Linked DNA regions of Hordeum vulgare: region 1 is linked to region 2. A link is a contact called in public Hi-C data. All regions are on one chromosome and are shown on one strand. Each heading gives the region's core, a stretch centred on a gene start, on an enhancer-like site or on the middle of the called end of the contact. The rest is flanking DNA. Distances are from core to core; before and after follow the strand shown. Region 1 holds the start of LOC123427309 (ABC transporter G family member 11-like). Region 2 holds the start of LOC123427304.

Region 1 (4,313 bases), core at 1,599-4,098, 470 kb before region 2:
GTTCAGTCATTTCCTGTCCGGATGCTATAGTAACTGCGACGACGACGCACAAAATAAAAAGGACGGAGAACAATATGTACTGCATTTAGGGGATCGGAGAGGACATACGATTCGCGCAATGTCATTAACTTTCTCCCTAGCAGCGTAGTAGTACTGTGACCTGTTGTAGGCAGAGACCAGTTTCCTGATGGCCTCCGACGTGGTTATCTTATCTAGAGGATCATCGGACCTTTCGATCTGCAAGGTTTATGAAAATTAGACCACTCGCAGGAGAAAACATGTTGGCACAATCTATACACATATGAATTTGTTGGGTTATCGACCGTCTTACCCTTGCTTTCATCGATCCTTTGAGGGTGGCCTTAACCTTGTCGAAGTCGGAGTTGACGCACCTCAGGAAATGGTCCGAGGGGTTCCTCATAGGCGGGCACGGGAAGCCAACTTCAGCGAAGAACTGCGTGTGTGTGGGAGGGAGGAAACAAGTGCAGGTGAGCGATCGCGTAACATACTGTATGTGCTGCAGAAGAAGCAGGGGGTACTGGCACTGGTACTGTGAAGTGATTAATCACTGATGCATTATATTTTTTTTCTTTTTCGAAAAGGAGGCATCGCCCCACTGATGCATTATATGTGTGGCAGGAAGGAAGTTACTGCGACGAAATAGATACTGGAGGCTGGAGGCTGGAGCGTGGAGGGAGGAATTGATTGCTGCGTGGAGTAGGTCACGTACCTCGCATGCTTGCGCTGCCTGTCCGAAGTAGACGTTCTTGCCCCCGGAGAGCAGGAAGAGCATGTCGAAGAGCTCGAAGACCTCGCTGCTGGGCTGGTGGATGGACGCAATCACCGTCCTGCCGTCCCTCGCCAGCCCCCGCAGCGTCTGCGTCACGAAGAAGGCCGACGAGCTGCCGGGGCAACGCGCAACCATAGCCGTCAGTTCAGTCCAATTCAATTCAATTCTCCAACAACAACAGGCACAGCTCGACGCGTCGCCGGGCATGGTACGTACCTGTCGAGGCCGCTGGTGGGCTCGTCGAGGAAGAGGAGGCGGGGCCGCATGAGGAGCTCGAGGGCGATGCTGACCCGGCGCTTCTCGCCGCCGCTGACGCCGCGGAGGTGCCAGTTGCCGATGACGGTGTCGGCGCAGTCCTGGAGCCCCATCTCCACGATGGTGCCCTCCACCAGCGCGCGCTTGTCGTCGCGGGGCATCTTGTCCGGCAGCCGCAGCAGCGCCGAGTACCCGATCGTCTCCCGCACCGTCAGCGTCCCGATCAGGTTGTCGTCCTGCGTCACGTACGCCTGCATACACCACCACATCATCATCATCGCCCATTCTTCTTCTACTACGAGGATTGGTCACGTTGCCATGGGTCCGAAAAGTAGTATTCTGGTCGTTTCGTCGCATCCAAACTTGTACTGCTAGTGCTGGAAGTCGGCTAGACCAAACCCAGAGTGCGTACATACATATCCAGAGGAGAGGGCCCACTGCTTTTCGTCCCATGCTGGCAAAACTAATCACTACTAGTAAGTTTTATTACGGGCCACAAGCTATTAGCTACTACTCCACAATCTACTGCCGTATACTAAGTGGTAGAAAAAGATCCCAAAACTGCACGTCATAAATTCGCAACAGTGCCACAATAACAAATCAAATTACACAACTGTCCGTATTTATGCTATTACTACTCGGGGTCAGGGGGTGGGTAGGTCGCAGCAGGCCCGTCTCCGTTTCTCTTTGAACCATGCACGGAAGAGAAGATATTTCGCCGTTGAGGTCGGTCGGTCAGACGGAGAGAAAATAAAACTAACTAGGCGTACGAGATCTGTATGAAGGGCAGCATCGAATTGAAAGCAAAGCAGCAATGGGATCAGAAAACTGAACGAACCTATTAATTGCTGCACCCAACCACTCTCACTCAACGCGGCACCCTATCGATCGCGCTACTCCTACTAGCGTAGGGGTGCTGGGGGCAGGCCGCCATAGTATGCACCGTGGATTTTTCATGGCGCCGATAACTACGCACCGGCGTGGAATTAATTAGCCGGTGAGCGCGACCGTACGGCGCCGCTCTACCGCTCGAAACGTACCGCGCCATGGCATCTACTCCATGCCATGCTCGGAAATGGCATGAACGCTAGCTGGGGCGGGTGGAACTCACATGGGGAGCCTAATGCCCAAAAATGGCGGTTTTCGCTGTCGGATGAAAACGAGCCAAGCAGGTGAAGGTTAAAGGAGAAGTGGGACGAGTGGGGTGGGACGAGGTGGCTGGCCGTACGTACCGCGGCGCCGAAGGAGAGCTTGGCCTTGCGGCCGTTGAGCAGGACGCTGCCGGAGAGGAAGGCGTTGGCGGCGAGGCGGCCGGCGAGGGCGTCCAGGAGGGTGGACTTGCCGGAGCCGGACGGGCCCATGAGCGCCGTCAGCGACCCGGGCTCGGCGAAGCCGGTGAGCTCGTCCAGCACGGTCTGCGTCTTCCCGGGGCCCAGCGCCACGGTGACCGACAGGTCCTTCCACGTCAGCCTCGCCGACACCTCGCCGATGAGCGCCGCCGCGCCGGCCCCCGGCAGCGCCTTGCTGTCACGCCACAGCGTCTCGCTCAGCGGGCTCAGCCCCACCACCATCGCGCCGCTGGCCGACGTCGCGGTCGCCCCGTTGGCCTGCAGCTCTACCATGGCCTGCCCGGCCGCCGTCCTCCGCGTGTCCTCCCCTCCTCCTCCTCCTCCTCCTCTCATGGCTCTCGCCCGCACTGGCGGCGACGTGCGGGAGCTCTCCTCGGAGGGAGAGGCCGGCCGATGCGATGTGGAGTGAGGCTTGTGTTTAGCTGCTGCTGCTGCTGCTGCTGCTGTAGGAGGGAGGGAGGGGGTAGCAAGGGCAAGAGTTATAAAGGAGGAAGGCAAAGCATGCATGCATAATGAAGGTGGGGGGAGTTAATGGATGGATGGAGCAATCGGAGGGAGAGCTGTGCGGCTGCGAGCGAGCCCATCTATTAACAAACTGACAACCAATTGTCCTCTTTAGGCTTTGGCTGACAGCCCATGGCCTACTCCAACACTACTCCTGTTATTATGCAACAGTGCTGGGTTAGGGTTTTGTTTGGAACCAAGCCACTTTTGGGAAATTTGTGTGACGGTAGGAATCTTTTATTCATGTACGGGATACCCCAAGAAAAACCTTCCACATTTCCCCCCACAAAATGCTTTAAAAACCGAGGTCGGATTTTAAGCATGGCAAAACAAACGTTTTTATGGCGATTTGTTGGAAAATTTCTTCAGCAAGCATGGCAAATCCATCAAGGAAAGATGAACAATAATGTTTCATTTAAATCCCTTCAACAATTCAGAAGAAACATCCCTCTTAATTTTCTCTTCTCATTGGCCCGTTAATTTTAGTCACTATGGTCTAAGGTTGGTCTCTTCATTCCCACTCTTGGTTTGTAATTGTCAAGACCGTTTAGAATTTCTCTTTTCTCTGGATAATTCCGTTTTCAGTATTGACTAGCTAATTGCCCATGCGTTGCAACAGAGACATACATATTCTAGAAGTTTAACATCAATCGAGTTTGACAAATACCTTACATCTATAACATTCTGAATTTTGGTAAGATTTAATTTAATTTGTGTACGGTAGAGATGACAGGGAATGTTTTAATTAAATTGGGGTTTTGTTAAGATTTGGTTTGCTTGGGGTATGCCTATGGAAAGGCAATGCTTTTTTCTTTTTGATTTAGTTGAGGTTTTCATAAGATTTAATTTGATTAAACTAATGTAGGACGTGATTTTGAAAGGAGGAGCGACACACGAGCGTACAAACACAAACCTACCATGACAACAACACACTCTCCTTTAATAGAAATATCCGTGGGTGGCTTCATGCATGTGAAAACTTCAGCATCATAGCATGAATAAAATCCGAAGAAAATAAAATTCTTTTCTTTTTCCAATCAGGCATCTTGGAAGAAACATAATAAAAATTCAACAATATGTAAAGAAAAGCACAAACTAAAAATCTAATAATACAGATTCTCTATGAGAAATTGAACATAGGGGAAAATGTAGAAGTAGAAGAAAGATACTTGGAGATGTACATAATAACTAGAAATACTCGATGAGGTTTATTGGAAGTGATGGGCATTTGTATCATAATATAAATAATTCTAAGAAGAAACATCTTGATTTTTGTTGAATTATATTGGACTCCTGTATATTTCACATTGTTGTGTATTTTTTCCTAAACACTTTTGTAACGTTTCTAGGATTTTATGTCTTCCCCTTAATGTTTAATGTTATATTTTATATCCCCCCCCCTAATTTTTTTCTTC
Region 2 (3,817 bases), core at 1,257-3,756:
TGAGAGGATTTGAGAACAATGGACAAATGTCAATATTATATGCTCAGTAACCGTTGGAAAGTGATCTTCTAAAAGTTCGCAGCAAATCGAAGTACAAAACCAGTAAATTATGGGACACACGATCAGTACCAAGTTTTACCAAGGATTTCACCAGGGAGATCCACAAATTTCATAGGAAGGCAAGAGAAAACAAAATCACTTCCATGTTTCAGAATTGAGCAGCCAGGGTATTGAAGGTTTCGGAAATACTATGTGTTACCTAAGAGTACCACAATCAGAAGAATAAAAGTACCTTTTTCCCGAACAATTCGTCTTGATATCTCATTCAGAATTTCAGCAACTTCATTATCTTCTAACATTGATGCTTTCCTAAGATGTATGAGATCCACAACCACATCAGGATTGAATTGCTTTTCATTCAGGGTGTATCGGATGTATTTTCTTACTACATCATCCATGTCAAATCCTGTCTGAATACATGGGAGAAAAGGTTAAAAGTGTATATGTAGTCCTCACTATAGCCAGATAGCTTTGCAGCCAACAACATAATAAGAAAACCATTCCTCAAACAGCAGTAGAAATGGCCAAATGGGTGCATTGTGTTAAGCTTCATGCACTAGCCAACACAACCAAAAGTCCGAACTAATGGAAAGGGCTAGTTCAATCCACATATACTGTAACACCCCCTCTCACGTGTGACGGGGAAGATAAGTCAACACGTGCAACCGGAAGAGAGCGACGGCGCGCGAAACTCACGTATGACTCAAGATGCCTCTACGTGGACACAAAGGGGGCTACCAGCAATTTTTTAAATAAATTGCAAAAACCAGGACTTGAACTCAAGACCTTAGCTCCGATACCATGTTAAGCTTCATGCACTAGCCAACACAACCAAAAGTCCGAACTAATGGAAAGGGCTAGTTCAATCCACATATACTGTAACACATTGGTGCATTACAGTTTGATATGTCAAAATCTATTCTGACCAGCAAAATTTCTGGTTTAGATCTTTGCAAGTAGATAGTCTTTAGTCCAAATATTTTTACCACAAGTCATCAGTGTAATTTAATCTTCCAGAATAAGATATCTGAGTAACACTGGCCAAAGTAGATTCATTTGTTGAGAAAATAAAGCAGGTCTGTGGTAACAGCAGTCCAATATAAGTTCAGATTCTCAGGAATAATGGTTGAATCAAGGGCACACCTTTTGCATTAGTTCTTGGATAGCTGGAAAATCCACTGCTTCCCTGCCCTTCTGAAACAACTCATCTAGTGACTTCAACAAGAATATATTCTTGGTCACCTGCAAAGAAACGGAGTCACCATGAAATGCCAAAAATATATCTGGATAACGGTTATGACGTATGAGAGCAATAGAATTTATAGTTCCATCAAGAACATCAGCAAGAAAAAGAGAAAATAAAGCCTAAAGATGAGCTTAGCTTGTGAATTGTGATCAACCAAAAGATAAGCTTAGCTTGTGATTCAGAAACTTCATTAGTACAAAATGAAAAAAAGTTCTCCTGATTCTTTCTCTCACTCGAAAGTAACATCCTACTGATTAACTGAAACAAACTGAATTATTTAGTATGGTCATGACTCATGGTTCTATGATATTTTATGAATAGAAATGAAATTGCAACATAGAAATCCCCGCTTAAAAAAAGAGCCAATGTCCCATATTTCTGGATCCTTGAACAATGTTAGCACCCAATGAACGACTATTGGAGTCTGCAATGAACACACGAACCACTGCTTCACACAATGTGCGTACATTTAGCCATGGCTAAAACTCTTATCATAATTCATAAGAGAAATATAGCATCACTTCATTATCTACCGACATAAATAAGAATTGAAGCACAAGCAACATGTCCAATCTTAGAGAGGGACTACCAAAGTGTAACTAAACTCCTAATCGTATCACCTCCACAGTCTCCCACTAAGCATCGAATGAATTGCAGACTCGAAGGCTCACCCTCTTCTTCTTCTGAGTGCGCGGGGAGGTGAACCTGCGGACGGTGCGGACGACGGAGAGGGCGAAGGAGATGCCGACGTAGGCGAGGGGCACGGCGAGGAGCCACGGCACGGGGCTGGAGCCGACGCGGGGGCCGGGGATGGCCTGCGTGACGGTGCCGGTGAACTCCACGAGGTCCAGCGCCTTGTCCTGGATCCACGGCAGCTCCTCCTCGACCTCCACCTCCTCGTCCGCCTCTCGCTTCGGGGCGGCGCTGGAGTTGTTGGTGCGCTTGGCGCGGGCGACGAGGAGGGGCGTCGACCGCCGGGGGGTCGCGCGGGTCGGGGCGGGCAGGGTGAGGGGGCAGCGCCGGACGCGGCCGCCGGCGACGGGGATGGAGAGCGGGTGGAAAAGGGTGGTGGTCGCCATGGAGACGGAGGCGGAGGCGGAGGCGGAGGCTAGGGCTTATCGCGGCGGAGGTGGAGTTGGTGGGGACTCCTCCGGGGTGCGGAGAAGAGACCAAGCCAGAGTAGGCAGTGGCTGAACAATAAAACTGTGACGGGTTGGGAGAGAGGAAGAGCAGTAATAAGGGCCGAAAGCCCACCAAGACAACATCCTTTTTGGGCTTGTGTCACCTACCTGGGGGGCAGCTCTCAAAAGAAAAAGAAAAAGAGACCAAAAAGGAAAAAAGGAAAAGAAACCAAAAAAGAAAAAGAATAAAAATTCTCTGCCGAGTCCAGTTCTTCAGAAATCAGAATCCCGAAGTTACATCGTTGAGCTTCCCCGAAAGCTCTTGCAAAAAAATTAAAACCATATCTTTCTTTTTTGAGAATAATTAAGACCATGCCCACCAAAGTGGTAAATTGAACATGTCGTGTAATTGCACTGTTATCATAAGTAAATTCAGAGTTAAGAGACAGATAGCAACATCCGCAACAAGGTCAAATAACTGTCACTGCACAGTTAAGAAGGCATGGATTAACAAGGTCCATGGATTTCGTATAATGAGCTGACAACAATTTCTCGTCTAATCCGTTCAGAAACTGAAGTCTCTAGAATACATGTTTTCCAGTTTCTCATTTCAATAACGTGTAATGTAATTCCAAAAAAAAAAGTGTGGAAATATTTCTGCCACACAAACTGTGCTTATGCCTGCCATAAAATCCTGGATGCTTAATCTTGCCTATAACGGAAGAATTTATAGGAGAAACAAGGTGAAGAGTGTGAATCGGGGCAATCTCTGTATCAGGCTGTCAGCTTAATACCACAGGATCTCAAAGCTTTGGTTTGGATTTGGATTCTCTAGACCATGCTGGAGCTCTAACTTTCAGGTCAGACTTCTCAGCCTCCTCGTCCTTCTCCTCCTCTTCCAATATCTCCTTAGAAAATGCCGCTGGATTCTCCTTGATGCAGTTCTGCAGCGCGATAAAGGGCTGCACACAATCTGATCCCTGGCAAGGCAAAGGAAGCAAGTTTAGTGTAAGTCAATATTCAGGAAGAAGTAGACATGAACCAGACAGTCAATAGCATTTAACAGCATACGAGCAGAAGAGGTTTGTATGTGACAGCAAACTCAAAACATTATGAAATACGAGTATTACAAAGAGTGTAAAAACACACATTTGAAAACAGAAACCAGAAGAATTTGTGTCCAGTCAAGTTATAGCATCTGCATTTCTTGACTCTTTTCACTTTAAAGAGGAAAGAGGGTAAACCCTCGGGGTTTTATTTTATGTTGAATTAACAAGTAACCTGAATAAGTACTCCTGATCAAATTGAATTATAATTGGCTATCAGTAACATTGTAGTGTAACTGTTATGACCGGTACAACGTACCAACGGAGGAGGCCCAACGGGCAGG

Evidence for each region. A called contact is a pair of places that touch in the nucleus more often than the background predicts.
Region 1: a Hi-C map of seedling shows a contact between it and region 2, with 4 times the contacts expected there. The contact joins the promoter of LOC123427309 here to the promoter of LOC123427304 in region 2. A contact is called at or near these places in 2 of 6 Hi-C or Micro-C datasets (leaf and seedling).

What each region holds. Positions count from the first base shown.
Region 1 is chr2H:566,272,251-566,276,563 of MorexV3_pseudomolecules_assembly, reverse strand. LOC123427309 (ABC transporter G family member 11-like) reads right to left here and starts at 2,848. Exons shown (of 10, transcript XM_045111316.1): 1 at 2,278-2,848; 2 at 1,007-1,296; 3 at 731-902; 4 at 332-454; 5 at 109-237. The coding sequence starts at 2,727.
Region 2 is chr2H:565,801,979-565,805,795 of MorexV3_pseudomolecules_assembly, reverse strand. It overlaps LOC123427304, which reads right to left and starts at 2,506. Exons shown (of 6, transcript XM_045111311.1): 1 at 1,978-2,506; 2 at 1,204-1,302; 3 at 293-470. The coding sequence starts at 2,385. LOC123427303 (mitochondrial intermembrane space import and assembly protein 40 homolog) reads right to left here. Exons shown (of 4, transcript XM_045111309.1): 4 at 2,931-3,407. The coding sequence ends at 3,231.